Regions from separate parts of the Mus musculus genome. Here region 2 is linked to region 1. The links are chromatin contacts, called in public HiChIP or PLAC-seq maps. All regions are on one chromosome and are shown on one strand. The core of a region is the stretch at or near the end of the contact, and the rest is flanking DNA. Distances in the headings are between cores, read along the strand shown.

The links. HiChIP or PLAC-seq counts read pairs in DNA pulled down with a chosen protein or histone mark.
Region 2: a FOXA1 HiChIP or PLAC-seq map of pancreatic cancer cells shows a contact between it and region 1. The contact joins two enhancer-like sites. A contact is called at or near these places in 2 of 15 datasets of contacts at CTCF or cohesin (pro-B cells and stem cell-derived epiblast-like cells), 4 of 484 Hi-C or Micro-C datasets (Sertoli cells, cardiomyocytes, embryonic fibroblasts and 1 more), 7 of 115 datasets of contacts at active chromatin or transcription factors (T-cell acute lymphoblastic leukemia, embryonic basal ganglia, embryonic forebrain and 4 more) and 1 of 9 other capture datasets (adipose tissue).

The regions. Positions count from the first base shown.
Region 1 is chr15:37,316,267-37,319,527 of GRCm38.p6, forward strand. All of the region lies in intron 8 of Grhl2 (grainyhead like transcription factor 2), which reads left to right. Among named protein-coding and RNA genes, the nearest start is that of Gm16136, 85 kb to the left of the region's middle. Within about 2 kb of position 1,710, at least 45 of the 459 cell types and tissues checked have an H3K27ac peak or open chromatin away from gene starts, as enhancers often do. A contact at or near this core is called in pancreatic cancer cells, where this site is marked.
Region 2 is chr15:37,898,613-37,901,873 of GRCm38.p6, forward strand. It overlaps Gm35019 (a long non-coding RNA gene), which reads right to left. Exons shown (of 7, transcript XR_383951.4): 2 at 1,021-1,304; 3 at 575-586. Among named protein-coding and RNA genes, the nearest start is that of Gm35019, 7.7 kb to the right of the region's middle. Within about 2 kb of position 1,464, at least 10 of the 459 cell types and tissues checked have an H3K27ac peak or open chromatin away from gene starts, as enhancers often do. A contact at or near this core is called in pancreatic cancer cells, where this site is marked.

The DNA.
Region 1 (3,261 bases), core at 460-2,959:
GCACTGCTTGGCAGAGCCTGCACAGTAGGCAGGTAGGCAGCGTCTGGGTGTGCAGTTCTGATGACAGATGGACAGTGGCGTGACTTTCTCTGTCCATGTGGAATCCTCACATCTTTCTTTTCTCCTTCTGTGTTGGTTTCCTCCGTTAGCTGCTCCCTTCTCCACCTGCAGCTGGAGGTGAGCAAGCCCCTCCCAGCTGCCTGCACTTGAGTCGGGAATGAAGGTACAGCCTCTCGACTAGCTTAAGAGACAGCTTGGAAACAAATCAGCTCTATGATGGCAGTGACATTTCACTACAGAAAGCAGCGAATTAGGGGGAACAGAGTTATTTTAATCTCCTTGGGCAGTCCCAACTTTATAGTTAGTAAAGTGAGACTGTGCTAATTAAAAGATTAGCTTAAACTCAGTACCTAATTGTGGTGAATCTATCACGTCTCAGATTTCTTTTCTTCCTCCTCTTTTTTTTTATTTAATTTTCGTGTGTGTGTGTGTGTGTGAGTGTGTGTGTGTGTGAATGTGTGTGTGTGTGTGTGAGTGTGTGTGTGTGTGAGTGTGAGTGTGTGAGTGTGTGTGTGTGTGTGTGTGTGTGTGTGTGGAGGATGTCAGATTCCCCTTGAACTGCAGTTATAGGTAATTGTGAGCCACCAGACATGGGTGCTGGGAACTAAATCTGGGTCCTCCGAAAGAGCAGCAAATGCACTTGCCTGCTGAGCCACGTCTCTATCTGTCTTTTCCAGTATTTCTTTTTCAACTGAAATGTCTGATGGATGCTGCTATAGAGACATGTAGCAGAGGCTGGCTGTGATTTCTTGATTGCCCTGCCTCCATTGCCCAGTACTGGAATTACAGGCATGTGCAATCACACCCTGCATTATTGATGCTGTGTGCCAAATACAGAACTCTAAAAAGTCACACTTGGGGGTCTGGAGATGGCTTAGTGGATAAGAGCACTAGTGATTCTTTCTTGTAGAGGACCCAGGTTCTATTTCCAGCACCCACATGGTCACTCACAACCATCTGTGATTCCAATTTGGAGGGATCTGATGTTTTCTCCTAAACTCAGGGCATGGGACATGCATGAGGTACATATACATATATATGCATGCACACATATATGCAAAACACTCATGCACACGGAGTAAAATAAATAAATCTAAAAAGCAATTTACAGAAAGTTAAACTTGGTAGTCACAAAGCACCTTCCTCGGGTATATTTCTAAATGGCTAGTGTTCTATCTGCCTTGAACTCTTAGACACGAGAGCGGGGGGGGGGGGGTGTATAAATATTGGTTTTCAGGATGCACAGAGAGAGCCAAAGACTGTCTAAAGGAGATGATATTTCTGAGGTTCATAACTTTGCTGGTCCCCCACCCCACATCCCTTTGCTTCTAAGTGAATTGAGAGAAACGGCCATTTGCACGGACATCACTCTCCCACTTTTACTAAGTTAGTGTTTTGCCTAACTGAGGCCCAATTTTAAACAGGTTATCTGATAGAGAATATTATGGGGCATCCCGTAGTCTCAAAAGCAAAGAGAACACTGGGAGAGGCTCCTGGGAGAGGTCTCGAAAAGATTGAGTTACACACAGCCAAGCAGGGCAAATGGTGTTTTTATGTGTTTTCTGGGGCGTGGTGTGGGTGGAGGGAGCTCTAAAAGGGAAAAGCAAACATTTGCTGGAGTCTTTGGTACTGAACTTAAACAAAGCCATGCCTTTGTTCCCCTTTTATAAGGCCAGGGCTGACAGGAACAGCTATGAGGCTGGAGCTAATGCTGTGAGCAAGGACTAAGGACTAATCTTTGGATGGCATCTCACTGAAGATATCAGTTGATCTTTTTTGTTAGCGTGGAGTAGCCATGGTTTCTGCCCCTCATTCTACTTATGGCTCCGTACATAACAGCTATGGACCATTGTGTTGTGCAGAGAATTGGATTACACACTTGGATTTCACGACATAATGGTGTGTGCTTGTGTGCACAGTGACTAATATTTGTTCAGTAATTACTATATCTCAGGCACCCTGCCAGGCCTTTATATATATATTACTCAATTATTCGTGTTTCTAAGCAGGTGACAGTTTTCATCTAACTAAGGAGTGATTTAAAGTTAGCTGGTTTCACTCAGTAACACAGCAAATGCATAACAGAGCCGAGCAAGCCGAGACCGAGCATGGAGCATGACCTCCAGTCCAACTGCTTCGTGTTCGGCGGGTCATCTCCACTCTCACGGACAGTGAGACAATGGTGCATTTGAGGCAGCACACGAGGTACCAGTTTCTGGAGATTCATGGCCAGGCACAGATCCCATTCTCAGAAAAGTTAGGGACAGGCTTGGAGCTAAGACGAACTTCTAGTACCCCTGTCTGGGATTACAGGCAGGAACCACGCTCTCTTTTCTTTTCTCTTGTCATTTCTGCATTTTTTTTAAAAATTTTAAATATTTAGATGAGAAATTAGAATAGTGTGATTAATGACACACAGGCTAAACTTAGGTCAATTCATTACTAATATTTGTCCAGCTTTTCTCTCTTCCCCTCCTCGCCTCCTGTCCTGCACTTGGCCATTTGGCACGCAGAAGAGGAAGCCAGCCCTGTGGGGTCAGAGAGGGTGGGCAGGGAGGGGAGAGGGGGCTGCTGCATTTCTAGAGTTGGAAAGATGAGCACCCAGGATGGGGCTGGGAAGCAGGAGTTTTCATAAGGCTTCCTCTAGATCGAAGGGAACATGCATCTGAAAGCTTGGGCTACAAAAAGATGCTGCTGATCTGGGCAGTGTTGGCGCACCCCTTTAATCCCAGCACTTGGAAGGGAGAGACAGACAGATTTCTGAGTTTGAGGCCAGCCTGGTCTACAGAATGAGTTCCAGGACAGCCAGGGCTACACAGAGAAACCCTGTCTCAAAAACAAAACAAAAACAAAGATGCTGCTGAGAAAGCACAGCTGAAGAGAACAACACCAGCAGCCAACTTACATTCCTGTGTACCGCTTGTACAAAACCTACACAGAAAGACATTCACGGTGGATTTGTTTATAATTAAAAGGTGGAAACAGCCCCAATGGGGAGGGGCATTATTATTTTATATGTAAGCATGTTTTAAAGAGACAGAACTATCATATCACATTTCAGCATTAGGTGAGAAGAATGAGAATCAGGGCTGTGTACATTCTCTTCTGTGGCTTCCCAAGTAGGACAGAGCATGTGGTTGCCCTGCACTTAAATGTTTAATGGGGAGCAAGGCGTGAGAAGGTTCAGTTTCGCTTTTCATG
Region 2 (3,261 bases), core at 214-2,713, 580 kb after region 1:
CCTAGCTCTGAACCACAGGTGAAATTCCCCACATGATTTAAACAAAATCTGTATATAAATCTATCCTAAAAGCAAATAATCCCAATGTTATAAATTCACAGTTAAATCAATATCTGCCCCAAGATAAAGGCAGCTTCCATTCTCCAGCTCTCTGACTCAGAGCAGCCATCTTGTCTCTTTCCACAGCAGGGGACCTCAGAGCCCTCTTTTTTTTTTTTTTTTTTGTTTGTTTCAAGGCTCCCTCGCTTAAGTACACATGACTCATCATCCCAGCACCACCTTTCTCTCACTTAGAAAATAAAACTCTAACTCTCAGGCTAATAATCTTAAATTTCTAGTGGATTCTTGCCTAACACGTTGGTTTACCACATGTTGTGGGAAGCAATAAAAAGGAACCTTGCCATGCTATGGCCAGTCAAGCACTGGTGGGCAAGTCTCTCTGACTCAGAGCTCCAAAATCTCTCCACCCAGATAAGTTCCCACTGGCAGGTCACTACCACACCAGCCCCGTGCTTCAAAACTCCTACATCCTTTTGGGGGACACATCAGGCAAACCCATGCTTTGCTGCCATACCTTTCTCTCTCTCTGGAACACCGCCGAGCCACCACATGAAGGAAAACAACACAAAGTTAGTTCAGAAACAATGGTAACTCAATCACTGACTACAACAACGAGAATTCTAATCTTGTAAGCTTTATTAAATGTAAATCCTCCTGTGGCAAATCCTGGCAGATTCACTATCTAAACTGGGAGACACTAGTAGCCAGATCTTGTCCTTTCCCTGTCTCTGTCAAAAAACCCTTCTCCTGCTTCCTCTCTTCCTCTGACCAACCCCGGAAGTCCCTGTGTTTCCATTTTCTTGACATAGAAAATATATTTCTTTTTTTTTTATTCTCTAAAATTTTTCTTAAGGACTTCACCCTCTTATCTTTAAACCAAATAGTTTTTCTTTCTTTCTTTCTTTCTTTTTTAATTCAGTTTCCCTTCTCTTTTATAGTTTTCTAAACTCAATACCTTACCTGCTCAGATGTCTGTGGCTTTTCAATCCTATTGCAGCTCAGGGTAAGTGCTCCTCTGTCCTTCTGCACATTTCCAGGCTCCTCGGACTAGCATGTATCTGTAGTGGCCAGCTCCACCCTCTCAGCTCAGTTCAGAAGGTTGTCCCATTGGCTTTGCCTCCTGCCAGTTCTAGACAGGCCACTCCCACCTGCTGTGCTTCTGTGAGGGTTCAGGCCTTCACCCAAGGGCACCCATGGGTATTCTTGGTGCCCACTTGCCCTGCCACATTTGGCTGGGCTGCCACCTGTCATCAAGCATCAGGATGGGGGCTCAGTGGGCCTGGACTGGGGTGCTGAATTTCCCATAAGCCTCAGCATGAGTCATACCTTCCACCCAGCAGAGCACTGGCTCCCCAGAGCAGCATGCAACATGAGAAGTGTTTCCTGTGGGGCTGTGCCTTGAGGCTCTGGTTCCTCACTCTACTGCCTCATACAGGCCTCTGCTCTCCCTAGAAGATGGCCATGGTGCACCTTGGAGGGATAAGAGGCCTGTATTTCCATACTCAGCCTCTTCATGTTTTTTTGCCTCCACTGTTCACTGGCTTCTGTGGCCAACCACACCAAACGGAGCAGCCTGCCCACCATCACAGAGCAGTATGCTAAACCATCCTTCCCAATGGCTTCTCAGGCTCTAAACCTGGATAACATGCCCCACATTGGGTGTCATCTATTAAAGTGTTTGTTTTTCCTCCTGGTTCCAAGCTCCCATAATAACCACTCAGACTCAAAATATATTTACAGATATCTAGGCCATATAGCTAGGCTCTTCTCTGATAACCCACTTATATTAGCCTATATTCTGCCATGTGGCTGGTCACCTCTGCTCAGGTATCATTCATCTGTCCTCCTCACATCTTCCCCAGCAACTCTTCCCACACCTGGCTCTTTCCCAGAATCCTCTCTGCCTACCAGTTGTCCCACCTTCTAGTCTACCCTTTTCTATAGGCCGTAGGTTTTCTTAATTGACAGGTGATTCGTCCATAAAATACACAAGCTGTTCTCTGTACACACATTCTCACTTCCTACTGCATCAGAGTCTGTGTGCATGACTTTCAGAATCCATATCCAACGACCTCTTCCCTAAACCACTCTCTCACCTTACCTTAAAATACACACTGGAGAATTTTAAATGTGGTTCCTTCCACAACCTAAATTCCATCCTTATCACTCCAGAAATTAATTTTGGTATCAGATTACCAGTTCTCTGTCTCCCTTTGTATCATGGTTAAAGTATAACCAAACACAAGAAAGAGCTGTTTATCCTGACAGGAAAAAACCCTTTAAGGACTGCATTGTTCACTCTGTCTCCCGCCACTGAACAGTTTGTTATAATTTCCTGTTTCCCTCTAATTGCTTTCTCCCCTGGCTGCTCAGAACCAGAGTTTTAAAGTTGAATTCTTCTCTCTGAGACTAATAGAAACTACAACTATTCACAACTAAAGAAATACTACATAATGCTTCTTTCCCCTTCCCTCCCTTTCCCCCACCCCGTTACTCTCTTCCAGCACAAATAACTGTTTTGACCAATCAGGTGAGTCCATCAACTCATTCCAGCCAGCTTTTCAGACCTGCTTCTTTCTCTTTATGTATTAGCACAAATTGAATAGCAATCAAAATATGAGTTCACATTTGTCACCCAATGACATTTGAAAGTTGGTCCCCAATCATTATGTAAAGACCTGGCCAGTACCACGGCCTTTTCTAGTCCTTGAGTTATGGACTCTCCCAAGAACTTTATGAAGCAAACAGCTATGTTTTAGAGTGGTTTCAACTTATCTCCTTTTTTCCTGTTTCAACATGTTCCTACAATGGCAAAAACTGATACAGGTGGTTACATGTTGAGACAACTGCACACAGCTGTACAAATTAGAGACCTCTCTGGTAAGGAGAGAGGACTGCCTGCCGTTCCTGCCATAGACTTTCCCCCTTGCTTTCATGAACACTCTGTTAGGGAGGGGTGATTTCTTAACCTTCTGTGTGCTCCAACTGGCCTAGATCAGAGCAGGGATGTAGGTCCAGTGAGAGACAGGAAATGGCCCTTAAGCCTGTTACCCCCTTAGTCTTAGGATTTTGTTGCTATTATGACCAAAGCAAGTCTTATAAAGAAAAGCATTACTTAGGGCTGGCTTACCGTTTCAGAGGTTTAGTCAGTTATTCTGATGGTAGGAAGCATGGCAGCATGCAAGCAGACACGGTCCTTGG